Regions from separate parts of the Mus musculus genome. Here all the other regions are linked to region 4. Evidence: chromatin contacts called from public Hi-C, HiChIP or PLAC-seq and promoter capture Hi-C data. All regions are on one chromosome and are shown on one strand. Each heading gives the region's core, a stretch centred on a gene start, on an enhancer-like site or on the middle of the called end of the contact. The rest is flanking DNA. Distances are from core to core; before and after follow the strand shown.

Evidence for each region. A called contact is a pair of places that touch in the nucleus more often than the background predicts. HiChIP or PLAC-seq counts read pairs in DNA pulled down with a chosen protein or histone mark. Capture Hi-C pulls out chosen DNA fragments and counts their contacts.
Region 1: a contact with region 4 is called in an H3K27ac HiChIP or PLAC-seq map of extraembryonic endoderm stem cells, with 13 times the contacts expected there. The contact joins the promoter of Aebp2 here to the promoter of Cmas in region 4. A contact is called at or near these places in 6 of 39 promoter capture datasets (the 3T3-L1 cell line, 3T3-L1-derived adipocytes, the C10 cell line and 2 more), 5 of 484 Hi-C or Micro-C datasets (B cells, CD4 T cells, CD8 T cells and 2 more), 6 of 115 datasets of contacts at active chromatin or transcription factors (bone marrow-derived dendritic cells, embryonic forebrain, embryonic stem cells and 3 more) and 3 of 9 other capture datasets (adipose tissue, embryonic stem cells and liver).
Region 2: an H3K27ac HiChIP or PLAC-seq map of embryonic stem cells shows a contact between it and region 4, with 3 times the contacts expected there. The contact joins the enhancer-like site here to the promoter of Cmas in region 4. A contact is called at or near these places in 6 of 39 promoter capture datasets (the 3T3-L1 cell line, 3T3-L1-derived adipocytes, the C10 cell line and 2 more), 1 of 484 Hi-C or Micro-C datasets (CD4 T cells) and 3 of 115 datasets of contacts at active chromatin or transcription factors (double positive thymocytes and embryonic stem cells).
Region 3: a contact with region 4 is called in an H3K27ac HiChIP or PLAC-seq map of embryonic stem cells, with 4 times the contacts expected there. The contact joins the promoter of Lrmp here to the promoter of Cmas in region 4. A contact is called at or near these places in 2 of 39 promoter capture datasets (the HPC-7 cell line and pre-B cells) and 1 of 115 datasets of contacts at active chromatin or transcription factors (embryonic stem cells).
Region 5: a Hi-C map of CD4 T cells shows a contact between it and region 4, with 2.7 times the contacts expected there. The contact joins the enhancer-like site here to the promoter of Cmas in region 4. A contact is called at or near these places in 2 of 39 promoter capture datasets (the C10 cell line and pre-B cells) and 1 of 484 Hi-C or Micro-C datasets (CD4 T cells).
Region 6: a contact with region 4 is called in a promoter capture Hi-C map of adipose tissue, with 4 times the contacts expected there. The contact joins the promoter of Etfrf1 here to the promoter of Cmas in region 4. A contact is called at or near these places in 3 of 39 promoter capture datasets (hippocampal neurons, liver and pre-B cells) and 1 of 9 other capture datasets (adipose tissue).

Annotation. Positions count from the first base shown.
Region 1 is chr6:140,621,889-140,626,328 of GRCm38.p6, forward strand. Aebp2 (AE binding protein 2) reads left to right here and starts at 1,614. Exons shown (of 8, transcript NM_001005605.2): 1 at 1,614-2,456. The coding sequence starts at 1,807.
Region 2 is chr6:140,603,225-140,607,720 of GRCm38.p6, forward strand. No RefSeq gene overlaps it. Among named protein-coding and RNA genes, the nearest start is that of Aebp2, 18 kb to the right of the region's middle. Within about 2 kb of position 1,812, at least 31 of the 459 cell types and tissues checked have an H3K27ac peak or open chromatin away from gene starts, as enhancers often do. A contact at or near this core is called in embryonic stem cells, where this site is marked.
Region 3 is chr6:145,120,492-145,125,248 of GRCm38.p6, forward strand. It overlaps Lrmp (lymphoid-restricted membrane protein), which reads left to right and starts at 1,278. Exons shown (of 19, transcript NM_008511.4): 1 at 1,278-1,615.
Region 4 is chr6:142,753,679-142,757,960 of GRCm38.p6, forward strand. Cmas (cytidine monophospho-N-acetylneuraminic acid synthetase) reads left to right here and starts at 3,008. Exons shown (of 8, transcript NM_009908.2): 1 at 3,008-3,348. The coding sequence starts at 3,095. LOC115490443 (a long non-coding RNA gene) reads left to right here and starts at 3,630. Exons shown (of 2, transcript XR_003956544.1): 1 at 3,630-4,282.
Region 5 is chr6:144,901,476-144,905,757 of GRCm38.p6, forward strand. No RefSeq gene overlaps it. Among named protein-coding and RNA genes, the nearest start is that of Gm32124, 5.8 kb to the left of the region's middle. Within about 2 kb of position 1,331, at least 178 of the 459 cell types and tissues checked have an H3K27ac peak or open chromatin away from gene starts, as enhancers often do. A contact at or near this core is called in pre-B cells, where this site is marked.
Region 6 is chr6:145,209,284-145,213,539 of GRCm38.p6, forward strand. It overlaps Etfrf1 (electron transfer flavoprotein regulatory factor 1), which reads left to right and starts at 1,864. Exons shown (of 3, transcript NM_133688.3): 1 at 1,864-1,969. It overlaps Casc1 (cancer susceptibility candidate 1), which reads right to left and starts at 1,687. Exons shown (of 16, transcript NM_177222.4): 1 at 1,524-1,687. The coding sequence starts at 1,526.

The DNA of each region.
Region 1 (4,440 bases), core at 364-2,863, 2.1 Mb before region 4:
CAGGATGACAACACATTCCTGATCTATCTGCAAGAATGACTCTGAAAGTTAGAGTTTGAGGTTAACGCCTGCCAGTGTAGCTACATTGTATATTATCATTTTAATTTTTGCTTTTCCTTGAGGAAACTTTTCTTTTCTTTTTCTTTTTTCTTTTCTTTTCTTTTTTTTTTTTTTTTTTTTTTGAGGATGTTTCCTTCCACTGGGGGAACATTACGTGTGATAGTATGTATCCAAAGGTTAAGGCTGCAACTGTACACTAAGATATTTGTGGGGCGGTTTCCTTGTGGCCCACACTAGTTGGCCTCAAAGTTGCAACAATCCCTTCTAGCCTCATACTACATGTTGTTTCTTTTATTATGTTTATTTTTTAAATTAGGGCAGTGAATTCTAGAAACATGAAAATACTCCACCTGGGGGATCTCTCTCTCTCTCTCTCTTTGTGTGTGAAGATCTACTAAGAATGAATGAGGGAATGCTCTCTGAGACTGCTTCCCCACTCCAGAGCATCAGATGTGCCCCGGAGTCAGGGTGTGATGTGGGCTGCTCACCAGCCTTCCTCATAAACTCCAGGTCTTTATTTTACAAAAAGCTTATTTACAAAGCATTCCCTTACCGAGAAGTTCAGGAAGATGCAATGCTTCCCTAGCTGTAAAGGGAAGGTTTGACTCTTGCCTGGGGATAGGGAGGAGCCTTTCATTAGTAGGAGTAGTAACCTCTTCCCTGCTTTCTTCTTCACACCCTCCCTTTTTGTGAGGCAGGATTTCAGTTTGGCCTGGAACTCGCTATATAGATCAGGCTGGCCTCGGAATCTCGGAGACCCTCCTGCCTCGGCCACCCTAGGGCTGGGGTTAAAGGTGTGCCTTTTAGGTGAGGTACCTGTGTGCACCACCCACCAGACTGGGAGGGAGGCCGGGAGATGTGGTCAGAGCTGCTGGGATTAGACAGTTGTGAGCCGCCTTGTGGGTGCTGCAAACCGACCGCCGGCTCCTCTGGAAGAGCGGTTAGAGCCCTCAACGGCCAGCGCTACACCCCAAGAACTCAGCCTGCCTACAAGTGTCACCCCAGATTTTATTAGAAGCTCCAGGACTTAAAACCTGCGAGGATCTCGAGCCAAAGCAACGCCCGCCTCGTCTGAGCTGCCCTCCTTGGGTCATTGGGACATCGGGACAGGTAAGCAAGCCTGGCTTGCGAGTCAAGCCTCTGCCTCCGCGGTGTGGACATCGGCTCGGCGCTTCAAAAACAAAAAACAAAAAAAAACCGATTTATCGAACTTTCTGCACATGTCTGAGACCTGTCTTTTGAGTATGGCAAGCGCTCAGACGGCCAGACACTTGCTCCACTTACGGCTTCCTTCTACAGGACACCACCTCCCCCGCAAACCACACACACACACTCTCTCTCTCTCTCTCTCTCTCTCTCTCTCTCTCTCTCTCTCTCTCTCTGAGCCGATGCTTCTCCTTCTCTCTGTAGAAGTCCAGGGCTGTGAAAATCCCCACCGACTTCGGGTTTCGAGGGCTCGTCCCGCCTCCGCCCGGAGCGGGAAGGCGTGGGAAGGCCCAAAGAAACTCTGGAGGGGCGGGGCCGCCGCGGCGCGCAGGCGCGCTGCCTCCTCCGCGTGAGTGCGCGCGTTCCGGCGCGTGTCCCCGCGCGGGCTCCGTAGCGCGTGTGCAGCCTGACGCAGCCCCGCGGGCCCTCCTCCCGCTCTGCGGCGGCCGCGCGGAGTTTGGGGCGTGCGGGCGCGGAGCGGGGGGTGGCGGGGGCGAGGAGGCGGCGGCGAGAGGAGGCGGAGGAGCAGCAGGCGCCGCCATGGCCGCCGCGCTCGCCGACATGGCCGACCTGGAGGAGCTCTCCCGCCTCAGCCCGCTGTCCCCCGGCAGCCCCGGGCCCGCGGCGCGCGGCCGGGCCGAGCCGCCGGAGGAAGAGGAGGAGGAGGATGACGAGGAGGCGGAGGCAGAGGCGGTGGCCGCGCTGCTGTTGAACGGGGGAGCGGGCGGCGGCGCGGGGGGCGGCGAGGCGGAGACCATGTCGGAGCCGAGCCCCGAGAGCGCCAGCCAGGCGGGCGGGGACGAGGACGAGGACGAGGAGGACGACGAGGACGAGGGCAGCAGCAGCGGCGGCGCGGAGGAGGAGAGCAGCGCCGAGAGCCTGGTGGGCAGCAGCAGCGGCGGCTGCAGCGGCGACGAGACGCGCTCGCTGAGCCCGGGCGCGGCGAGCAGCAGCAGCGGCGATGGGGACGGGAAGGAGGGCCTGGAGGAGCCCAAGGGACCGCGGGGCGGCCCGGGCGGCCCGGGCAGCAGCGGTGGCGGTAGCAGCAGCAGTAGCGTGGTGTCGAGCGGCGGCGACGAGGGCTACGGCACCGGGGGAGGCGGGAGCAGCGCGACCTCCGGGGGCCGGCGGGGCAGCCTGGAGATGTCGTCCGACGGGGAGCCGCTGAGCCGCATGGACTCGGAGGACAGGTCAGTGCGCCGCCAAGGGGACCCTTCCCGGACCTCGACGAGGGGGACTCAGGGGACTTCTTCCTGATTCGAGGGGACTCTGCGTGGATCCCGTCTAGGGGACTCCTCCCGGACCCCACAGAGGGGACCTAGGGGACTCCTCTTGGACTCCATTGAGCTGACTTCCTTGCCCGATCCCCTCCCATCTCCTGGACCCTTTGGCCCAGCGCGGGGCGGGGGGCGGGGGGGACCCTTCTAGCAGCGATCCCTTGCTCTGTAGATTCCCGGGCTCCGCCGAGGGGACCGAGGGGACTTTCTCGCCGCAGTCCTTTCCGTTTCTTGCTTCTCCTTCCCTGCCCCGCCCGCCTGCCCACCTTGGGAACGGCTTCGCCGGAATCTCCCCTGCCCCAGACTCTGGGACCCCAGACCTGGGGACTTTCTCTCCGGGATCTCCCGCCCCCTGATTCTCAGCCCCTCCCCCCCAGATCTCAACTTGGAAATCCCGGGCGGCCGCCGCGCCCCTCTTGCCGCTGAGCGGCTTCCAACTCCTCACCATCCCCCCTCAACTCTCCTTTCCCCACCCTCCTTTCCTCGGCGCGCGGTTCTCCTTTCGGATCGAAGGACGACTCTGTCCCGGAGACAGCCCCCCCAAAATGGCCCAGACGCCCCAGCCGAGCTCCAGAGGCCCTTGATGTACACCTCGGTACACAAGGTTAGCTTCGTGCATCGGTGTTCGGGAACACTTGTCAGAACTGCAATTGACAAGTGTTTTCCAATATGGCTGGTCTCCTGGAACTCACAGAACTAACTTGTGCAGGGAGGAGACCCCCACCCCTGGCTTTGCTTTACTTTTAAAAAGAACTGCTGGTCCGTTATGTGTAATCTCTGCTTCTCAGATCCCTCACATCTGTCAGTTATATCATCTCAGGGGATTTGAGTTTTGGTCATCAAATCTGAGGGACCAAGTTTAAAACACAGAAAGAGCATTGTGGAAAGGAACAGTAGATTTGAATTGATGTCCTTTACAGTTGCTTTGCTGAATCGGAAATAATTGGGAGTCACAAGATACAGGCGTGCAGGTTTAAAAAAGTAGACTGTGGCTTACAAAAGCACCATTATATATACAGTGGTACTAAGATGTGGGAGTCACATCCCCCGTGGTGACTTTTTTTTTGCAGTCATGTATGGGGAGGTATCTGGAGTAATTGCCACTGTTCTAGATAGTACATTTAAGAAATGTATGTTTTGGTTGCTGCTCTAATTTTTGATTGTAAAATTTCATAATCGAAGTTGATTTTTAATCCAAAGAACCTCATGCTTAATGTTCCTAAGGTACATTAGCATTTACTTTTGACCACCTGCTAGTTTTTGAAGATTAGAATTTATAAGTCAATAGTGATTTCTCACCGTGGGTTGTGTTTGGGGTTAGGGGGAAGGGTGTCGGCCTAATATAACCCAGTTGCTCTTTCTTGAGAATTCAACCTTACCTACCTTCGCCCCTCACCACGGCATCCTTGGACTTTGCTTTGGTTTGAAGTTACAGCACCCTGAGGTCTTTAGGGATTCTGGTTGCCAACAAAGATGAGCGCATTCCTAGTCAGTGATAAGGGATGAGCAAAGATGAGCACGTTCCTAGTCAGTGATAGGGACTGCCTGGAAAAACCTCAGGAATTCTTTTCGACACTTTAAAACTGAGATAAGTAACTACTTGCTCTTTCTCCAACAATCTTTACGACAGAGGTTCACTTTGTAGCCCAGGCTGGTCTGGGATTCACAGAAATAAATCCTCAGCCTCCCAAATTCAGTGTCCACCTAGTATCTAATCTACCACAAGAACCGAATGGGTGTAAATCAGACTGCTCCTTAGGAAAACCTAGAAAGGTTGTGCTAAACTGTAGATGTGGTTGGGGAGGCCAGTATCTTTAAGAGACCCTGTGGCACAGCCTGTTTTGGGGGCTGCTGTGTGCTGCTGGAAGCTGTCACTTTGTTCAGGTAAAATCGAGGC
Region 2 (4,496 bases), core at 562-3,061, 2.2 Mb before region 4:
ATGTCTTTTAGGTAAACTATTGAAAAAACTGTTTCCTGTTTCTCTTCCCTCCTTCCATCCCCTGCGTTCTAGGAATTGAACTCCCATCATCAGACTTGATGGCTGATGCCTTTACAGACTGAGCTATCTTGATGGCATTTGGGGGGTGGGGAAGAGTGGCACGTGAATGGAGAGGTCAAAGGGCAACCTGTCGGTTCCCAGGCTTCACCCACTGGGCCATTTAAGGGGCTCTTGTGTTTCTTTTTTAATGTTAATCTTTCATTCCCATTTTAGCCTGAGCAGACCCCCAGGAGCGGCTTAATAAAAGGGAGATTAGCTCCTGCGGGAAGAATGCTGGCATTGACAAAACCTTGGCTTTCTGTTGCTTGTTACTATGTCTCAGGTAGAGGAGAGGATAATGGGCTGGCTGCGTTTCTAAAGAGAGCCTGGCCAAAGCCACTTTCTCTAACAAACTCTGTAGCCCTCAGGGGCTCCACCCTGCCTGACATACTCCATGCACGAACCTGGCTCTCTCTGTTGCCTGCTGGATCTTGCCTGCAAGGATGACAAATTATCCATTTGTGAAGCTCAGCCTTGCAGACAGGCTGAACGGGAGAGCTTTCAGCTGGAGGGACTGCTCTGGGATGGTGCATGGTAGCCCACACCCACAGTCCCATGCTTCAGAAGGAGGAAAAGGAAAGCTAAGAGTTGGCCTAGCCCAGAGGAGAGACTATGTGGACCCACAAGCACACATACATACATACACACACACACACACACACACACACACACACACACACACTTGGGGGTGGGGAATAGCTTTCCAGAATCGGCTGGCAGGACTTTTGGGTTACACCTTGGCTCTAAAACTCCAAATACCCCTCACTTCCCAGCAGCCATCTAACACAGACAAAGACTTATTAACTGGACATGGGCTCCGTTGTAATCATAAAAAGAGAAAGAAATATAAGAATATGTTCTATGGGAGTCGGGGGGTATGGGGGAAAGGAGTGCCTCACTGGCCCATGACAAGGCATCCTTTCCCCTGAGGGACCAGCCACAAGATGATACAGTATAGAATAGTTTATTCAGGGCATGGGGAGGGGACATAAGAGGGTAGTAGAGGCAGAGAAAGGCAGAGAGAAGGAGAGAGTAGAGAAGTAGAGGCCGGCCATGACCAGGTGGAGAGAGGGGGAAGGGAATGATGAGAGGGGGAGCAAGGGGGGCAAGAGGCAAGAAAGCAAGAGTAAGAGAGAGAGAAGAGGCAAGCAACCCCTTTTATAGTAGACCAGGCCTACCTGGATGTTGCCAGGTAACTGAGGGAGTGGAGTCCAGACAGAATACCAAGGGACTCAGAGCCATGGAGAAAACAGATAACTTGCTTGTCCCAATGTGTATTTCATTTAAAACATGTATGTAAGCGTGTCTGTGCCACATGTGTGCAGGCACCTACAAGATCCAGAAGAGGACATCAGATCCACTAGAGACTGGTGTTCCAGGTATCATTCTGTGCTTGACATGGGTGCTAGGATCCAAAATCCAGCCCTCCAAGAGAGCACTGAGGGCTTTTAAAACCTCAGGGCCACCTCATCAGCTCCTCACTTACACGTTTAGATATAAAAAAAGATGGCTCACTCGTCTAATCCTAGAGCCCAGGAAACTAAATCAGAAGCTTCGTCCCAAGTTTCAGGCCAATCTGGGCTACAGTGTGAGCTCCTGTCTCAAGCAGATACAATTTACAAGCAAAAGCAGGCAATGGCAGGTCCCTCCGTCCCCAGCATTCAGGAGGGACACAGAGGGCTTTATTAGCCCGCAACCCAGAGCAGGCTCTTCCCTTGGCACTGAAGCACAGGAGTAGAACATTTAAAAGGCGGAAGCCACAATGGGATTGTTGTTAGCTGGGTGTTAGGGGAACCTAGTGACATTTGGCTATGCATTCAGTAGATCTTTCAGTTATGCATTCAAGCCATGGTCGGGCACAGCAAGTCCAGCATGTATCGCCAAGGCAGACCTGACTGTTCAGGGACTAGGGGCTAAAAAAACACCTGAATAGGGCTGGAGAGATGGCCCAGCGGTTAAGAGCACTGACTGCTCTTCCGAAGGTCCTGAAGGTCCTGAGTTCAAATCCCAGCAACCACATGGTGGCTCACAACCATCCTTAATGAGATCTGACGCTGCCCTCTTCTGGTGTGTCTGAAGACAGCTACAGTGTACTTACATATAATAATAAATAAATCTGCCAGGGCAAGCAGAGGTCCTGATTTCAATTCCTAGCAACCACATGATGACTCACAACCATTTGTACAGTACAGTGTATTCATATACATAAAATAAATAAATAAATCTTAAAAAACAATAACCACAACACCGGAACAGACATAAGATGCAGTCAGGATAAGAGCAGAACTAGGTGGGGTGGCTTCACTAACTTCAGGGGAATCTATAGCGTCTCTGATCTACACAGAGAGCCCCAGGCCCTCTAGGAACGCATAATAAAACCCTGTCTCAAACACAAAACTGAATAATAATAGAATAATAGTGAATTAAAACAAAAAACCTCATAGGTAAAATAACTGCATTTGCTCCTTTGTCTTTTTGTGACGGGTTACCCTGGACTCACTCTGTATGATCCTCTGGGCTATGACCCCCCTGGTTCTTGGATTACCCGTGTGCACCATCATGCCTGGCTAATTGCCTTATTGTGTCTAATGATCTAAGTCCAGGGTGGTGACACAGGAATGTGAAGTTAGTCATTTTGAGTAGAAACAGAAAGATCAGGAGTTCAAGGTCATGGTCTGCCTGAGTTTGAATCTGAGGTCAGGAGTTCAAGGTCATGGTCATGTGTGAACTCCGTGGACCTGTGTTTGTTGCACTTCTGTGCAAAGCTGCTGTCTGAGTCTGTTGCACTGTCCTGTGAATGACTTTATGGCTGGTCTCTAGGGTCTGCTCTAGGGTCTTATGTTTGTCCATAAGATTCAAACAGAGGCAAATCTTCTTCCATCCTTCCCTCCCCTGCTCTGCCTTGTCATTCCAAATGATGCTGAAAATCCTGGGGTACTTAAGAAGGCTGTGTGGACAGGGCCTGCGCAGCACTCCCCGAAAACTCTCTCCACTGACAGAACAGGAGACTCCCGCCACCTTCCTCCTTGGTGCCCTGCCCTACCTTACAGGTGAGCCTGACAAACTTTCCATGAACGGAGACTGCTGGTCTCCCCCTCAGAAGCCCAGTCTGAACGAAGGGACCTCAAGCTTGTCAGGGCTTCTGAGCCCCTGCTGCCTGTTAGGCCACAGATCTCTTCCCTAGCCAACCTTATCCATAATGCAGTGGCTTCCGCTCTGAGGAGAGCAGGATTGACTCCCCGCCACCCCCTTTCAAAGCAATCGTGAGGACGAAGCAATTACACTTAATGACACAGAGGAGAGAAAACCTTTCTGTTTGCATCCCAGCCCCACCTCAAGAAGATTGTGTGGCATTTGCGTCATTCTGAGGAATTTTGTGACAGGGGTTTCCTAGGCGTTTTTGTGTCCTAATTGAATCATCCTGTCCAAACAGCTCACAGCTTCGGAAGCCAAACGTGTTCTTAAGTAATCGAATAGGAGGCTTCACAGAAGGGCACACAGACAATGCTGTGGTGGAACTTAACCATGGGCTCATCTTACAGTCAGGAACAGCGGGGCCAGCAAGAGGGCTCAGTGGAACAGGAGCTTGCTGCCAAGCCTGATGACTGAGTTTGATCCTAGGGATCCACAGAGAAGGAGGGGAGTGACTCCCACAGTGTCCTCTGCCCTCCCTCCATATGAATGTTGTACACACAGACACACACAGTGCATAAATAATGTAATTTTAAAAATGAACTATGGGCCAGAGAGGTGGCATAGCACTGAGGAACACTTGTTGCTTTTGCTGACGACCGGGTTTAAGTTTCCAGTACGCACAAGGTGGCTCACAAAAGCTTGCAAACTCCAGCTCCAGGGGAGTTGGCATCCTCTTCTGACCCTACTCAGGCACTTCCTGTACATACACATCATTTTAAAATTAGGTCAGGGTGATGTGCTAGGCCTATAGTTCTAGCACGCAGGAGGCAGAGGCAGGAGGATCTCTGAGTTCGAGGCCAGCCTGGTCTACAAAGTGAGTTCCAGGACAGCCAGAGCTACACAGAGAAACTCTGTCTCGAAAAACAAAACAAAAACAAAAAAACAAAACAAAAAAAAAACCCTGGTGTCAGCATTTTGTCTAGGCTCTGCCCCACAGTTACCTGGCAACAGCCAGGTGTGCCTGACTCACTATAAAAGGGGCTAAATCGCCTCCCCTCCTCGCTCTCTTGCTTTCTTGCTCCTGCTCTGCTGTCCTCTTGCCCCTTTCCCCCTCTCTCCATATGCTTATGGCTGGCCTCCCCTCTTCCCCCTCCTCCTCCTCCTCCTCCTCCTCTTCCTCCTTCTCCTCGTCCTCCTTCTCCTCCTTCTTTCTTCTCCTCATCCTCCTTCTTCCTCTCTCTCTCTCTCTCTCTCTCTCTCTC
Region 3 (4,757 bases), core at 28-2,527, 2.4 Mb after region 4:
GCATTACCTCTTTTAGTAAGAACTATAAATATTTAAGAGTGTAGATTTCAATATACATTGTTCATATTGTTTTAGCGCCATTACAGAGCATAAGCGACTGTAGGCGGTCGCGCAAGCAGCTTTGGGGAATGCCTCTATATACAAAACGATGCTGAAAGGGCCGTGGTCCTTCTTGCTTCTGATGTTATAAGCAGTGCTGTTTTATGCAGGCACACAGTTAGGCTTTAACTGCAAGGAGCCTGGGACTGATGGCTGTCTTCCCTCTACCCCCCCCCCCCACTTTGATCCTAATTCAAAATGGGTGGGCCCAGTGGGTTAAGGTTTGTACTCAAGCAGTTCCTGGTAACCACTGAGTCATCAGTACGCCACAGATTAGTCTTGCTGGCTAGCGGAGAGTGGGAGCCAAATGAGAAGTGCTAAAGGCTCAAGGACATTTGTGGTGGGAGATAAGAGGTAGAGAATGACCTCTGAGTTCACAGTGGGAATATCCAGTGAGTTTCCAGCTGTGTTGGGGGAGATACTTCCGGTACTAAAGCTCTGCCCGTTTCCTATGATTGACAGTCCAAAGGAGAAAGGTTAACGAAACAAAGACGCATTTCCCTCCGCACCCACTTTCCTCTAAATAGCTCGTGTTGGTGTGTAAAAACTAAACTTGTCACCCTGCTCCCAATGTAGAACATCCTACTTGTGTGCCGCAGGTGTCACAGCGAGCTCGTGGGGAGCCAGTCATGCCACGTGCTCATCCGAAACAGCCCGAGGAAGCTGTGGAGTTGATTGTGAGCTCTGGGGTTGCTTTACTCAAGAGCCTGTATTTCTAAATGCTTTCATTTTTTCAGGTCCTCTCTAAAGAAGTTTGAGTTCCTCACAGTTTCTCAGAGTGACTTGTGACTGAAGTGTCACTGAAAGCTCAGGGTGTTTCTGTCGTTCCCTCCACACACCCCCTCCCCCCCTTTCTTTTTTTAAAATTTCGACTTCATTCAGAAACCATTAGACATTGCTAAGCGGCTGCAAGATGTGCCCACTAGGAAGAAGGTCCATAGCCAGAGAGCACATAGAGCCAGGGGTCCGGAGGCCTTGGCAATATGAAACTCAGGGATATCACCTCAGATGTCCTTAAAATGTGAAGCAAAAATGGAGGAGGGGGAAAAAAGGAACTATTCAATTGTCCCAGGAGGCTGGCCTTTAGCCTGCGCAGAGGAAGTGCAGGGCGCAAGGGTGCAGGGGTGCAGGGGTGCAGAGGAGGCGGTGTTAACAGCCTTCTGGTGAAAGAGGGGAGTACAGAAAGCTTAAGTTGCTTCTAGGGACTCTCTGGGTGGAAGGATCTGGGCCTGCTGCGCCCGCCCGTGCAAACAGAATTGCAGAAGTTGAGCCTACGCTTATCATTTCCCTGAGAAGAAAAGCATATTTCCAGTTTCCTGTGCCTAAGAACAAGCATCCAGCGCCCTTCCCGCGGCTCAAACCCAGGCTGACCTGTGCATATGGGTCAGGGGGATCAGGATGGGGCCTGCGCATGAGGCAAGCCTCTGCTACAAGAACTAGAGGAAGCGATTCCAGAAGGAGATCACAGTCCCCAGCACTACTCAGACTCAGGAGCTGAAGACCAGGGGCGTTCAGTGTAAGTAGCTCATTCTACTCTGGTTCATGTCGCCCAGGATGAGGAGGAAGAGCCTCTGCCGCTTTCCTGGATCCCAGCTGCTGGGTTAGCCAGTGGAAGGGTTAGCTAGCATCGCTCGCTCTCGCTCCCGGGATCTCAGCCTCTGGCCAGGGCCATAGACCCCTCCCCTGCTCCCCGCACCCCAGGCTGTTGCTAGATTTGTCTATGGCTATCTTTCCGTTTAAAATGAAACAGAGCTGGGGCTTACTTAGCTCAGAGGCAACTTACCCTTGTGTGCAAGAGTGTGTATCAATATTAAACACATGTAAACTTGCTTTAAAATTTTTAATGTGTTCTTAATATAAATGTGTGTGTGTATGTATGGATATATATGCACACTTTAGTTTTGTTTTTGAGACAGGGTCTCACTGTGTAGTTCTGACTGACCTAAAACTCTCTGTAGACTATGCTCACCTCAAACTCACAGAGATCTACCTGCTTCTGCCTCCAGAGTGCTGGGGTTAAACTGTGTGCGTTCCTCTGCTCAAATATACTTTACCTTTGAAACGGGTATTTAGAATTTTGTGTGCCAGCCAAAGGCCTATTATGAGCATTTACCAAGAATAATGTGAGAAGACAAGTGTCAAATTACAAATGTCAGGCTATTTATAAACCTGCTTTATTCTACAAAGATGAAATGGAAATTGTAAAGCTTGCGTGCCTCGCCGTTTACCGGACAGCTGCTTTTGTTCAGTGAACTTCTTAATTTAGTGGGACAGATTTTTTTTTTCCAGACATAAGAGTTCATTTATCTCGTGACCCAAATGGTGCTTGGTCTGGGTTTATTGTGAATTTCTGTACCTTTTTCACTGTTGGCCTGAGGAAGTGGCTGAGGCGTTTAAGGAATTGCTTCCTTTTAGAATAGCAACATTGTTCAATATTTTATTGTTACTGTCTTGGTTTGTACAGCTCACTGGTTTTCAATGTTTCAGAAAGCAATAAAAACTGTTCTTTAAATCAGGGAGGGTACAGTGTTGTCATTGCTCAGGAGGCTTTGGAGAAGGGTCTCTTGTGAGAAGAGCTACCCTGTGGAGGCACCGATAAGCAGCTGCGCCCAGTTTGGTGCTTCAGAGCCCATGCTCAGAGCACTAACCCACCGGCCACTTACATCTGTCTTTTGATGAAATTGATATTACATCTCAGTGTTTTGTGAGCAAGTAAGAATTTGGGTCCCCCTTCTCAAGGGTTCCCTGTGGCATCTGAGCAGGAGTGTCTACAGTTATGACACATCCCAAAGGCCATTGTGGGGTTCCTTGCTGGTTATGGTCCTCCAGCCCAGCCTCCAGAGACAATTGGTTGGAATGGTATTAGAAGCGCTTTTTTTTTTTTTTTTTTTTTCATGTGTGGACTTCCTTCCTCAATGCACCTGCTCTCGAGCTACCAGAATTCATGGAACACATGTAGATGGGTGTATTTTGCCTGCCCAGAGAAGGCACACCTATGGGTTTTTGCTCAAGACCATGTCTTTACATGAAGGTCTCTCTCAACACCTGTGAAAATCAACTTTTGGGCAAAGAGAGCAGTTCACATTTTCACAATGCTCTACATAGCAGGTCGACTTGGGACAGCAAAGAGTGAGGATAGTAGCCACACACACACACACATACACATCCCCCACCGCCACCCAGGCCTCTCGAGTTCTGAGTCAGACACTTGAATTATGAGTCGGAAAGAAAGGTATTCAAATGTCCTCAGCTGTTCTGAAACTCTTGAGCTAGGTGAATAAATTAGCAACTGTTCTGACCCATCTCAAATTCATGTGCCAGCTGTGGGAAGATGGGATTGGTTTTCCAGATGAGCAGGCCAATGCCCACAACAGAGAATAAGGAAGTGGTTAGTCACATTTGATTCGGCATCTGAACAGTATTGAAGAACCTAGTCAGGGTATTATTTGGCAGCAGGTCGGGCTGGCCTGTGAGCTGATTGTGCCCACTTGCCTCTAAGGTGGAGCGCACCTTCCTGCTGTAGCTTGCCTGAATGGTTACTTATATATATATATTTTTTAACATTGTATCTATCCTGAGGCCACCTGCATGTTTAACGCTTTCTTCCTGGATTGTATACAAGTATCTTGTGTTGATAGGCAGTATTGGGCATCTGTATCTCTGTTATTGTTATTCATTTTATATGTATTATTATTTTCCCACATGTACGTCTGAGCCCCAGTATGTATTTGATACCTGAGGAAGCCAGATGAGGATGTTGGCACTCCTGGAACTGGGTATATATATATATATATATATATATATATATGGTTGTAAACTGTTAGGTTGTGCTGGGAATCTAACCCATGTCCTCTGGAAGAACAAGTGCTCTTAACTGCTGAGCCATCTCTCTATCCCCTTGTTTGATTTTTTTTTTTTTTTGAGACAGGGTCTTACGTAGTCCAGACTGGCCTGGAAATGGTTAAGTAGCCAATATGACCTTAAATTCCCCATCTTCTGTGTCATCCTCCTGGGTGTAATTGCTAGGATTACAGGTTTGTGCCACCATGGCAATACTGGGCTATCAGCAGATACTTTGAAAAGGAAATGTCAAAGCATTCTTAGATGGAGGTCAGGCATATAACATAGTCAAGGCTTCTTATCTATAGGAAACACAGATGAGAGCTAATCTGGGCTCTCATGATGCCACTTGACAGACCACAAGAGGACTCCTTTGGGGGGAATCCTGAGAAGAGCCTGTCTTGTATTTTTTTTTTTAACAGTGTCTGCATGTGTATGCCACAGGTTGAGGGAGGCTTTCCACTAAACTGTTTCACTGAAACCTCTTCTTGATGGCCTCTCTGTGGAGGATGTGAGCAAGTGAGAAGGGACCACCTGAAGACTCTGAGGACAGATAACGGGTGACAATCACATGCCCTGCATCAGCAGAAACTGGAGGGATGTCAAGGAAGGAACAGGCATCTGGGTGACTGAGACACACACAGATAAAAGGCCCTGGGGGCTGAATGTGACAGTCCATGCCCATGTCCCAGTTCTGAAAGTCATGAGGGGATAACTTGAGCTTCTTAGAAAGGCATTGTCTCAAAAATAAACAAATGAAAGATGCAAAAGGATGGGTGAATGAGGAAACAAAGACAAGGAGAGTTTGCTCAGCACTT
Region 4 (4,282 bases), core at 1,758-4,257:
CATTCCTCCTCCCCCTCCACATGCTCATAGTCAGCCTCTTCTCCTCCTCCTTCTCCTCCTCCCCTCCTCTTCTTCTTCCTCCTCCTCCTCCTGGTGAAAGTGTCCAGTACTGTCAACATTAGCTCCCTCTTTTGCTAACCCACAGTTATTTTAAAGCTCTCCTCCCCGTCCTCTTCCTCCGCTCTCCGCCTCTGTCTCCGGCTCCGTCTCCATCTCCCCACCCCTCCCCTGAATAAATTCTATTCTATACTGTACTGGCCTGTGGCTGGTCCCTCAGAGGGAGAAGGGATGCCTCCGCCTGGGCCCCACAGAGGCACCCCGTGCCTCCACACCTTACTACACTCTACCACTCTACCAAACAATTCCTTCTCTCTTATCTTTTTATAAAACACAACAGATATGATGGTTGGATAAATGGAGACCCAAGGTGGTTTATAATTTACTTCCAGATATGAAACCTTACAGTACAGGTTACACAACAAATATCCTAAAATGTTTTGGCACAGCTTGCTTGACCCATACACTTTATCTTTACTGGAGAGCCTCTCGAAGTATTATGCTGTCAAAAAATATGTTACCTTGTGTAAAATACTACCTTTTGTGCCTGCTTGTAATCTAGCCCTCTTTTGCTAACCCACAGTTATTTTAAAGCTCTCCTTTGGAGCTATGACTATATTCAATTAGCTATACTGAACATTTTTTATATTCTATGCACTGTACTGAGCATGTTTATGTATTGCCACAGTCCTCAGAACAACCTTTGTAAGTGATCATCATTATTACCATAGAATTTAGGTTCCAAGAGGAAAAGTAATTTTCCCAAGGTCACTTAAAAACCATAGATCACTGAGACACTCTGTTCCACTCGCAGGATCTTTCTGTCCCATGCAATGATCTCTGTGCTCTGCCCACACAATAAGATTGTGGCAGTTCGAGAAATGGACAGAGTGCTATCTGGGGCATTCTGTTATTTCTGGCTTCCTCCTAGATCACAGACTCCTACACACTTAAAAAGAACAGTAGCGCCCAGCTCTGTGGCTAGGATCAGCCAGAGCCCAGCTAGTGAGCATGGACACAAACAACAGTGTGATCTTCTTGTAAATAGCGCATCTCTCTTCCCAGCCTCCCGTCCCTGACATGGGGACAAAGGAACAAGGGTAGCTCCTGCTGACTTGGCACTGTGGGAAATGGGACCAGCAGCTGTCTTCAGCTCAAGGCTAAATCAACAAAGAGCCTCCTTCTCCTTCAGGCTTTGAGTTTGAATTAGCTCCGTATGACAACAATGTTTCCACCCAGTGCTGTTCCAGACTTTGTGTCTCTAAGGCTGATAGGCAAAGAACAGTAGAATCCAACTTGGATCCACTTTAGAAAGGACTTGGTGAAAGTGTCCAGTACTGTCAATATTAGCTCCCTTCTTGGTTGAAAGGGGACAGTGTCTCTCCTCTCTGTATATCTTGGGTTGGCTTTCTTCAGAGTGAGTGTAGACCCCCTGGCTCTTCCAGAATACCAAATCTCTCCACCCCTTTACTCCCAGGCTTCAGACTTACACAGTCTTTTAACATCCAAAAACTCAACAAGAGAAGGATCTTTTGTTCTCACAGGAGTCTGGAAAGACTTGTAGCTGTGTTCAGGAAGATAGGACATTTCAAGGGCCAAGATTGTCACACACTGTTACTATGAAAAGAATGTGTGTTTACACCCCACCCGCACCTGGGGAGAGGCAGTGGGTTCTCAAAGGAATATATTTTATCAGACAACTTTTTAAAAGTTTTTTTTTTTTTTTAGAAGGGAACAGGTGTGCACTACACTGGAAGGGATTAATAAAGCTGACACACCAGCAGAAGGTAACACTGTTGGCTGAATTAGCAGGGAATGCCAAGCCCATGGGAGGGGGACGATGGCTTAAAATGTTGAGTTCGAGGCACCTGTAGGACATTAAAATGGGGCAATTTCTTGGAGAGGGAGATGAATCAGGAGCATAGGAAGATTGATGTTTAATATAAAAGCATTAAATCATAAAATAGATCCATGCTATAGTATGGACTAAGAAGTTTCCAAGTGGGGAGGGTCTTCAGTTCATTCATTCATTCATTCCTTGGGAGTGGCAGCTCAGCCAGATTGCCTCAAGTTCCAGGCCACCCTGAGCTATGTCATGAGTTCCTGGCTAATCTGAACTATATAGTGAGTTCAAGGCTAGCTCCAGTCAGAGAGCAAAGCAGAGGATGATGATAACTGTAAGAAAAGAGGATGATGATAACTGTAAGAAAAGTGAGGTAGAGAAGATAGACCTTGATCCCCACAGGTTGAGACTGATTTATTGCAACAGCGAGGGGCCCCAAGCTTTCTGCTGTTGCAGGTTGAGCCCATTTACAGACATTCTCTCTCTCTCTCTCTCTCTCTCTCTCTCTCTCTCTCTCTCTCTCTCTCTCTCTGTGTGTCTCTCTCTGTCTCTCTCTCTCTCTGTCTCTCTCTCTCTCTCTGTCTCTCTCTCTGTCTCTGTCTCTCTTTCTGTCTGCCTCTCTCTGCCTCTCTCTCTGTCTGCCTCTCTCTCTCTCTCTCCCTCTCTCTCTCTCTCTCTCTCATACTGTTTGAGAGCCCAAAATATTGTTTGTGAAACAATTAGGCTGGGACTAAGCAATTCTTTATGGCTAGGGGCTGTTGCCCAGTAAACCCGACTCAGCTTCTCATGACCTGAAGTTACCTAGTATGTTGATGGGGAGTGGTTGGAGAGGGAAAAAAAAGGGAAGAAGGAAGAAATGGAGGAAGGTGTAAGGGGAGGAAGAAATGGGAAAACGGAAAGAGGCTGGAGAGGAGGAGATGAGTGGAGGAGGACTAATTCTCATTTATTTTAGAAATCTCCAGACATTATTGAACACTGCACAAAGCGCCATTCAACTAGAGGCTCCTCTGAGCTCACCTGGCCGGCCCCACTGCAGGGTGACGGCGCGGGGAACTACAACTCCCAGCGTGCCCCGGGGCTGGCGGAGCCGTGGGCGTGGCCTACAGCTGCCACAGCAGGCGGGCGGTACCGAGTGGAGTCGGCGGGGCCGAGCTCCCGGATGTGGAGACGTTGGAGCGGCGGCGTGGGAGGAAGATGGACGCGCTGGAGAAGGGGGCCGCCACGTCGGGGCCCGCCCCGCGTGGACGGCCGTCCCGGGGCCGGCCCCCGAAGCTGCAGCGCAGCCGGGGCGCGGGGCGCGGCCTAGAGAAGCCGCCGCACCTGGCAGCGCTGGTGCTGGCCCGCGGCGGCAGCAAAGGCATCCCACTGAAGAACATCAAGCGCCTGGCGGGGGTTCCGCTCATTGGCTGGGTCCTGCGCGCCGCCCTGGATGCGGGGGTCTTCCAGAGGTGCGCATGTGCGGGAGCCGGGCCCGGGTCGGGGGTCGGGGGTCGGGGTCCCCAGGCCTGACCCTGGGTCGCCCCTGCTTGATGGGCGCCTGTCACCTCTGGGCTGCGCAGACTGCCGGGTGCTGCAAGGCCCGGGAGGCAGCAGGTGCATGAATGGAGTCGAGTTGGGGCTCCCCAGCTTAGAGAGTCTTCCCTCACCTTTGAGAAAAAAATATTCTCTGGCTGTGAGGCTGTGAGTCAGCACAAAGAGGAAATGGTCCCTACGTGTGTACGAGGTATGACTGTTTTATGGGTGTGAATGGGTTTAGCCTACCTCTTGAACTTTGGCCTCACTAAAGGCAGTTTTTATCTCTGCATCCTCTCGGCCTCCACCGGATTGATCAGGAGTTACAAGTTGATGCCATTCATCAAAGGAGGGAGATAAAAATCCTTTGCCAACAAGGAATTTAAATGCCCGTGCTAGCTGCATCCAAATTCTGCTTGAATTTATTGCTACCTTTTGATGATTTGGCTTTTAAGATGATTGATTCAGAAGGCTATTGATTTCCCCATATTATGAAGGCAGATTTTTTTTTTCACCCAACTGACATTGTTTAAAGATGGGATAGCAAAAGATATAAATGTATGAGTTTTCTTTGTGTTTTGACTCAAAGGAAGCTCTGGGTGGAGCTAAAGAAACAGCTGGCTTCTGAAAATAACACGTAATAGGAAGTGTGCTGAGGAGAGATAGGGGAGTATCGTGAATTTGGTTCAGCTCAGTAAACATTTCTTGAGCCCCACTTTTTTCCATACACACGCAAGGAGATAGCAAGACGGTCCGTGCACAGTTCTATCCCTTACGGAGCTCTCGATTGGTTTTTGTTTGGTTTTGTGTTTTTAAACCTCTCAGAATGCAGACTGCAAAGGAGTGAGAAGTTAATTATGTATAGGCCAC
Region 5 (4,282 bases), core at 81-2,580, 2.1 Mb after region 4:
GGGATGTCATTTTAGTTTGGAAACCATTAAATATAATCATCTGTGTATGTGTGTGTGTGTGTGTGTGTGTGTGTGTGTGTGTGTCCATGTAAGAAAGTGAGGGAGACTTAGAGGTGGAAAAATAACACATTCCAGCCCATAATATGCTGCCGCCCTCTGTGTCCCACAATCCATGAAGATGCAGTGAGACGCCATAGGTCAATCAAAGCCAGGAAGGCTGAAATGTGTGCTAAAGTGTAGGGATTAAAATATTATGCCTGACACTGTATAATGCATGGTGGGAGAAAAAAAATTTTCGTGAGTATAAATTAGCTTTACTGTTGAGTGTAAAAGTCTTCCTTTTGGTTATTTATGAAGCTTCATCTTGAAGATTGCCTTCCCTGCGTAACAAGCAAATCAGAATTTGTCATGTGCAAATCTTGTAAAGATTGCAAGGCCGGTGCATAATTAGCCTCAGAAAAGTGTGACCAAACTGAGTGAGAAATAAAAACACTATGTAAAGGCAGGCAGGCCAGGGGAGGTTGGGGCGTGTTTGGGGCGTGGTCAGTCGTGGTGGGCCTTGATCAGGGTGTGGTCGGGCCTTGGGCGGGGTGTGGTTGGAGTGTGGTCGGCCCTGGAAACTTTCACTCTAGGTTTTCCTGACTTGGTGATATATGTTCAAAGTCTGGAGAGAAAGTAAAATTATGTAACAAGTGTTTCTCTTCTGCTGTTCAAACGGCTGCTATTGTTCCTAGATCAAAGACTTTGGTGATGAAGTGCTTACAGGGCTCTGAGTAGGAAGAAATATTTAAATAGGGAAGAACAGAGAGCGCAAGCTGGCAGAAGAAGGAAATAAGGGGTGGGGAGGAAGGGCTGGCGCGGTGATCTGCCAACGGTGAGTGCCTAAGACCCTCAGACTGGAGCATGCCTAAGCTTCCCCGCTGACAACCTCACTCAAGCTCCGGTTGTATTTCTGCTCTAAAAATCAGAGGCGAGCTCCCCCCACCCCACCCCCTGGTGCCACACATGTGCCCTTCTGCCTAATCCAGTGTGTAATGTTCTGAAGTCATGTTTGAGTTTCCTGTAAGGCACACACCGCCCTTCTTCACCAAAGAAAGACTTGTTTCGAGGTCAGATGTTTCTCACCAAGACACGGAGAAAATCCCCAGCTAATTGCTGTTGTTCAAACCCTCTTCCATCTCCTGCCTCCAGGGATGGAAGCCCGGTGCCCCCGGGGACCATTACATAGCAGTCTGTCAGGCCTTCGCGCCTGCGCAGCCTGCTGAGCTCATCCTCTGGCAGGGTGGAGTGCAGGCCAACGCTGGGTGTGAAAGCTTTGAGGGGGAAAACCCAGGAAGTGGTCGGATGACTCCGTGCTGGTACTTTGTTGAGTCAGACCTGGGATGGTTTCAGTGTGCAGAGTAGACACCAAGCTGCCAAAGAGATGTCCATCCTCTCTCTTGTCCCTTGGGTGTTCCTCAGACCTCGGGACCTCTTCCCTCACTTTGATTGCGGAGTCAGTGCCTTCAAGCCCACTGTTCTGTCCCAGCCCAGGTACCTGACAAAGCAGCTGCAGGGCTGCTAACAATACACTCGTTGTGTCTGTAGAGTGAGAGCCAACACAGAGCGTGTCCGGAATCTGATTCTTAGTTGTACAGAGCCTCCTGCAGCCTGTATTCTCTTTAAAATGCTTTAGCTGTTCCTGAATGTCTTCTGGACCAGTTCTTATCACTCTGGCAAACAGGCTACTTAAAAGGAGGAATGGCTCTTTGGGGCTCATGGTTTGAAAGGGTACAGAGGGAAAGGCGAGGAATTCACTGCTGGGGGAGCAGAGGGTACGGCTGAGAGTCTTCACCTCTCCACACACCAGCAGGCAGGAAGTGGGGTCAGGTCACAAACCTCGAGGTCCGCCCCAAAAGCAACCCACTTCCTCCAGAGAAGCTTCGTCTCCTGAAGGCTCCGTATCTCCCCCCACAGGACCACCAGCTGGGAACGGGTGTTCAGATGCCCGGGCCTGGGGGCACAGTCACATCCAAAGCATACATAACGCACTCCTTAATCAAGTCATTGTCTGCACTCTGAGAAGCACTGTCGAGCAAATGTCTTGTCACTTAATCTTGTCACTTGGACAGAGTGGTTGCAGCATAAATTCATATGGAGAAGACATCTGATAGAGTTTAAGTCCTGCACAAAGCAAATTAAGGATTTCTGGGAACTGAGTAGGCAATAAGGTAGAAGGGAACAGGGGGAGGGGGTGGAAATGAACATCCGTGCTCTACCCATGCATCCAAACAGACATTGCTTTAAAAAAACAAAAAGTCAATTTCCATGTATCCGTGCCCTTTATAACCTTCCTAGGGAAGGTTGTAGGACTTTCTGTGGTCTTTCTATACTGTAAATATGAGCGTGATAATGCTTTTCAAACATTTCTACTCCAAAAAAAAAAATTCTTTTAATGAAAAGCTACAGCCCAGAAGTCAAAGGGTCCACACCCACCCTCCCATGCTGTTCATGTCTGTGGGTTCCAGTAATTATCCTTAAAAATTCCCTGAGAGCAATTTCTTAGATTAATGACCTTCAGGGAGGCTGACACCTTCAGAAGTTAGCAAAAGTTCCCCCTCATTAGAGAATGTGCAGGTGGAATTAAGTTTAAAGAGATGGGGAGACTGTGCTGCCTTAGCTCGGAAGATCCTCTGTGGAAGAGGGATGGATGCAGGAGGGTCAGAACACAGAGAAGGGACAGGGGACTGGAGACTGGAGTGGTGTGCTTTGTAAAACAAAGGAAGAAGGAGCCCTGAGCCAGCAAGCTAGAAAGGAGCAGAAAGAGTATTCCCCCCTCGATGCCTGCAGAAGCAACGGAGGCCTCCTGATCCTTCAGTGCAGTGTCGCTCGGAAGCTCCATCCTTACAGGGGCAGTTTCCATGGCCAAGCTCCTGGTGACTTCTGCCACACCTGCCGGATCTGACAGAGAGTGAGACATAGGAGCCCAAGGGATGGCTGCACAGTGAAGACACAGAGATTCCTAGACAGACCTCCCGTTCTGGGCAGCATCTTTTTACTGTGCCAACCTAAGAAAGTCAGCATAAAGGAAACTTCATGTATTGTGGCTCACAGATTCAGATTTCGGGCCATGGTCACTTGTTCCATCTCTCTGGACCTATAAGAGGCAGAAAAGCATGGCAGGATGGGTGTGGACAAGAAAAGCTGCTTGCATAGAACAGACCAGAGCAGAGAAAGGAGAAAGAAGGGAAGAGGAGGAGCAAGGGGAAGAGACGGGAAGGAAAAGGAGGAGGAGAGACAGGAAGAGAAAGGGGAAGAGAAAGGGGAGGAGGAAAAGGAAGACAAGGAGGAAGGGAGAGAGGGAGGGAAGAGGGAAGGGAGAATATTGAACGTCACTGTTTCTATAAACCACTACATTTCTGCTTCACCAAGGAAGAAAGGAAAGAAAGCAGAGCAGAAGTCTCTATATGCACAGTAAAAACACTGAGCCTAGGGTTACTGGGAAGATGGCTCAGCAGTTAAGAGCACTGGCTGCTCTATCAGAGGACCTGGGTTTGATTCCCAGCACCCACAGGGTGTCTCACAGCCACCTGTAATTCTTTTTCCAGAGTATTTTACGCACTTTTCTGACCTCCACAGGGACCAGGCACCCACATGGCAAACAGACATATAAGAAGGCAAAATTTTCATACGATAAAAATAAAGCTATAAAACAAAAAAGTAGAAACACTATAATCCATTCATGCAATAGTCTGGAATCTGCCTTCTGGGCAAGGTGATACCTGTTGGCACTGGGTGGCACTGGGTGGCACGGGGACATACGCCAGGCAAGAGTGCCTGTTGTCCATTTAGAAGCAAGGCCATTGTGAAGTCACCTGATGTTGACACAGGCCAGTGTCTAGAAACACCTGTCAATTTGCTACGTGTCTGATCTTGATTTAAATTGTGGTCACTGTCCAAGCAACCGCAGCAGAATCTTTCTGCTACCATTGTCTTGGAAAACCCACCCTCCCCTTCTCTCAACAGCCCGACTGGCCTTGGTTGAAGAACTGCTTTAGCGAACAGGGAGCTTAGCTCAGTGGAAGAGCAGGTGCCTCACAAGAGCCAGGCCCTGGGTTTGCTCCTCAGCTCCAGAAAGAAAAAAAAAAAAAAAGGAACTGCCCCTGGGCTGTTCCTATATATGGAATATAGGGTAGGAAACCTGTACCTATCCCAGTATGCTTCAACATTCTCAGAGCTGAACACAAAGCAATGCCCTTAAGAAGCAGCGAGTAGTGTCCACAAGGAAATGAGCAGAAGAGAT
Region 6 (4,256 bases), core at 614-3,113, 2.5 Mb after region 4:
CAACGAGGGAGGCTTTGCTCTCATGTGATTTTTACAAATAATTTTTATCCTGGCTGTAGTATTCCCTGACACATTGTTAACATATTTCCATCTTGAAACAAATACTGTATGGTAGGCTATGTAAATATCCTCCTCAAAGAGCATATCCTAAAGATGATGGGCACATTTTTATCCCTCACTAGTATTTCTAACATGAAACAGGTGTGGGGAAAGTCCTATCTTTATCCTTCACATAAACATAAGAGCCATCAGTAGTAAAACTTTTCAACGTTCAAGTGGCAAAGGACTTCCTGACAAGCTTTTTGAGAAATTTGTCCTCTTGGACTTACAGTATAGTTGCTTCCCTTCCTGAATTGTATACTTCCTTAGATTGTGGGGTTGAATTATGCATTTTCAAATTCATATACTAAAATCTTAACTTCTTGTGTGTTAGCGTTTGACCTGCTTATGAAAAGGGTCTGTAATTATTTCACCCAATTAAGAAGAGCTGATACTGGAACTGGACAGGCCTCTGGCTCAATATGGCTGGTACAGGTTACAAAGAGGAATCTTGGATACAGACCCTCATGAAGAAAATAAGCATCGTATGAAAAAAATGAGTTTACACTGCTACACACTAAAGAACTATTTAGAAGTAGAAGAGAGATCTGAATAAATCCCTGCCCCCATGCTGACACCCTGACCCCAGATGTTCAGTCTCCAGAATGGTGAGGTAAGCAGTTTCTACTGTTTAAGCAAACATGTTTATGGTACTTTGTTTCCTGGAAGCCCCATGATACAGTTAGGTTTGAAGCTGCAACCTCCTGGAATCTACATTTTAAATATTCCCCCAAATGGCTTGGAAGTCTTTGAGAAACAGTGCTATGTAGATAGGAAAAAGAAATTAAATCCACCTTTCGATGTAGCAAATACGTGCTTGTTCTTGTAATTTGCCAGCAGTCTTAACTTGGCTGATGACCCATTGGGGGTCTTGCCAGGGGAGGCCTTCACTACCCATTTCTTCCCACCACTTACAGAAAATACATACTTATATCTTAAAAGAGACTGAAAAGCACCAATCTTTTCTTCTCTCCTACCCTTAATAGCTTGATTACTCCGCTTTAGATACACCAGCTGTTACCTTGGTAAAGCTTGTGTCTGATATTCTGCTTAACTGACAGAGCCGGAGGGCTGTAATATTCTCCTTTGTGTGTCTCTGGCTTCCAGCCAGCAAACACAAATAATGCACTCTGAATCTCCCCTCAACGAGTGTGATAATTGATGATCTCTTGATGGAGAATGGGAAACAACACACGAAATTTGCTCCATATTGTTCTGCGTTGGAATGAAAACTTTTCTGACAAGGCAGTCAGAGCCAAAGTGGGAATGTACATCACCGGAAGCTAGTAAAGTTTAGTCACTGCAAAGATCTGGATCTCGCCACCTCTGGATCGCACTGCCCCTGTCTGCCTGCCCTCCCTCGACAGCGCTGAAGTGGAATCCGCACTTGCCCCTTTCCTGTCTCCCTCACTTTCCTGGCTTACCATGACAGAAGCAGGAACTTTGCTTAGGGATAAGTGAACTCTGCAGAGCAGGAACGCTCACGGTTGTCAAGACGACAGGCCACGCCCACTCACAACTCCCAGTGTTTTGCGAAGGACAACCTGCGCAATCGCACTGTAGTCTTCCGGTGAGTACTGCCCAAGTCGTAGACTGGTTACACAAGCCACACTTCCCACATAAGGTACGCCCACATCGCGGCTTTTACCTAATCCCGCCCATTTCCGCCTGATGCCCCGCCCCAGCAAAGAAAGCGGCCTCGAGTCCCATACACTGCTGCCTGTAGTCCCGCCCTGAGCCCACCCCCGCCTCTCAGCTCCGCCCACTTCCGGCAGACGGTCGGAGCATTTACGGCCGTGGTGCCGCAAAGCGCTGGAGTGAGGCGGTCTGAGCAAGCTGTCGTCTGGACCCCAGACCTGCTGGTGGTGAAGTATGCCTTAGGCGAGGGCTTCCGGGCGTGGGGAGAGCTGCGTCTCACACTGAAACGCAGGCTGACCTGGAACTCGCGGGCATCCCTCAGCTTCCTCCTGAGAGCTGGGGTTATAGCCGAGGCCCGCCACGGCCAGCCTTGTAAAAAGGTTTCTTCCTCGCTTCTTTTGCGTCTGGACGAGCCCTTCCCGGGGGATCTGGGGAATGGCGCCAGCTCACGACTAGGTGAAGCCATAGGTTCCGGGCGGGTCCCCCAGGGAGTCATCTGGCCACAAAGGCGAGCTCCAAGAGGGTCGCTACCTTGATATTAAAGTAGTACAGATTCTTCACTGATCGTGGGAGTTTAGTTTCTATGCAAAGCATTCGCCCTTCTCAAGAGCTGCTCACACACTAGTTTAACGTGACTTCTAAGAACCAGTAAGCCATTGTTGTCCCAAGGTCACGGAGCGCTGTACTGTTGTGGCAGCCTGCAGAATTTCAGCCCTTCTCCATAAGAAAAGGCACTTGAGACGTAGAGGAATGGAGACAGTTCTTTAACCCAACCCCAGCTTACGGCCCGTCTAACCCAAGATAGAGTACTAATGCTCTGTCCCTTACATAAACTAAATGTTCTGTTCAGTAGGACTGACAGCTAGTTTTTGTGGGTTAAGGTCATTGGTTGCACAACACTTAAGACCTTACTGCCCTCCGAACCTTGGTAATGAGATAAAAACTTAACACCTACTGCATATAAATTCAAATTTGTTTTATCTTAGCTGTTGAGGTATGGAAGGTAGCCTTTGTTTTGAATTATTCAACAAAGCAACTACTAGTGTTTAGTGACAGAAAACCTCAGACTAAACTAGGAAGTGGTGTGGAAGTACAGTAATTAACATGGTGACTCAGGAGAAATGGCCTTACTCAAAATCACTGTGTCATTATCAACTTCTCTCCTAAGAGGAAAACTAATAGTAGAGATGTGTTAGATCCCATGGTTCAAGACTCTGTGCATGCTTTTTTGAGTTTTGATGTCCTCTAGTCCCTGGGCAGGATTTGTGAGTAATAAGAGGGCTGCTTTCTGGCATCTCTTCATCTTGACACGGGTTGTACTAGCCCCTCTCTCCTGTCATGTACCTGTACCATCTAAAGGCGTATGGTCGCACAACCTCTGGTATGGGGAAATCTGACAGGACAGTTTTCCAGTACAGTCTGAAGGAATACTGAGTCTAGTTCACTAGACCACTGAAACAATACACTGCCGTCTCCATTTCCTTCAGCTTTTTTTTTTTTTTTTTTGGTCACTTGAACATCATGGGGCAGAATAACATCATTGGGCATCAAGCCCCTATTAGAAATAATAGTGTCCTACTAAAATGACAACGCCATCATTCCTTTACTCAAAGTCCCCAGGGAGAAAGGACTTACAGCTCCTCCTTGCACATATCCATGTTCCTGGAATAGCCCGTGACTTTGAGCCATGCACTCATCCAACTTTGATAACTTCCAGGACTCCATGCAGGTCTCTGCAGCAATTAAGTTGTTTTCTAGTTTGCAAACTAAAGGTTTTTCCCAGCAGCAAAAATAAACTAAAAATTCCTGAAAATCAACTGTATCATAAATTACCATCAAAGTGCATGGGGCAGGGGTAGGCGAATCTTTTATTACTCATACTCTGTGGGAAAAGCAATTGGGAAGGAGAACTAAGGCAGGTCTCTAAAAGCTTTCACAAGTTACAAATGCCAAGTTTTATCTATATAATAATTTCAAGCCACATAGTTTTAAGTCATTCTTCAACAAGGTATACCATCCTGGTATTATATTACTCCTCCCCTCTCTCCCTACTCCCACTGTTAATATTATTAGTTAAACACACCTGTTAAATTACCTTTCAGTATTACACTAAATCTTCAGGGAAAGAAAACAAACCATGAAATTAAAAGAGAAAAGAGAGAGATGGTTATGGCAGTAAGACTCTGGAAGCTGGAGCCCATGAGTGACTATGAGTCAACCCTAGCAAACCTCAGTGGACACTCACTACTCTTCCCAAGAGGAAGCAAGCAGAATCAACTAGGATCTGTACACTTGGACACTAAACGCAACACCAGTCACAATTGTCAGTATTAGTGACAGGGTGCCACTATGTAACTTCAATCATAGCTCTCCTTGAACTAAGGGTCTTCCCCTGCCTCAGCTTCCATCCAGCTCAACACAATAATTTTTGGACGAATTTTGAGAATCTCCATTTTCTGCTAGTTAATTGTAAAGTAACCTTTAATTCATCTTTAAAAATAATCTACTTTGAAATTTTA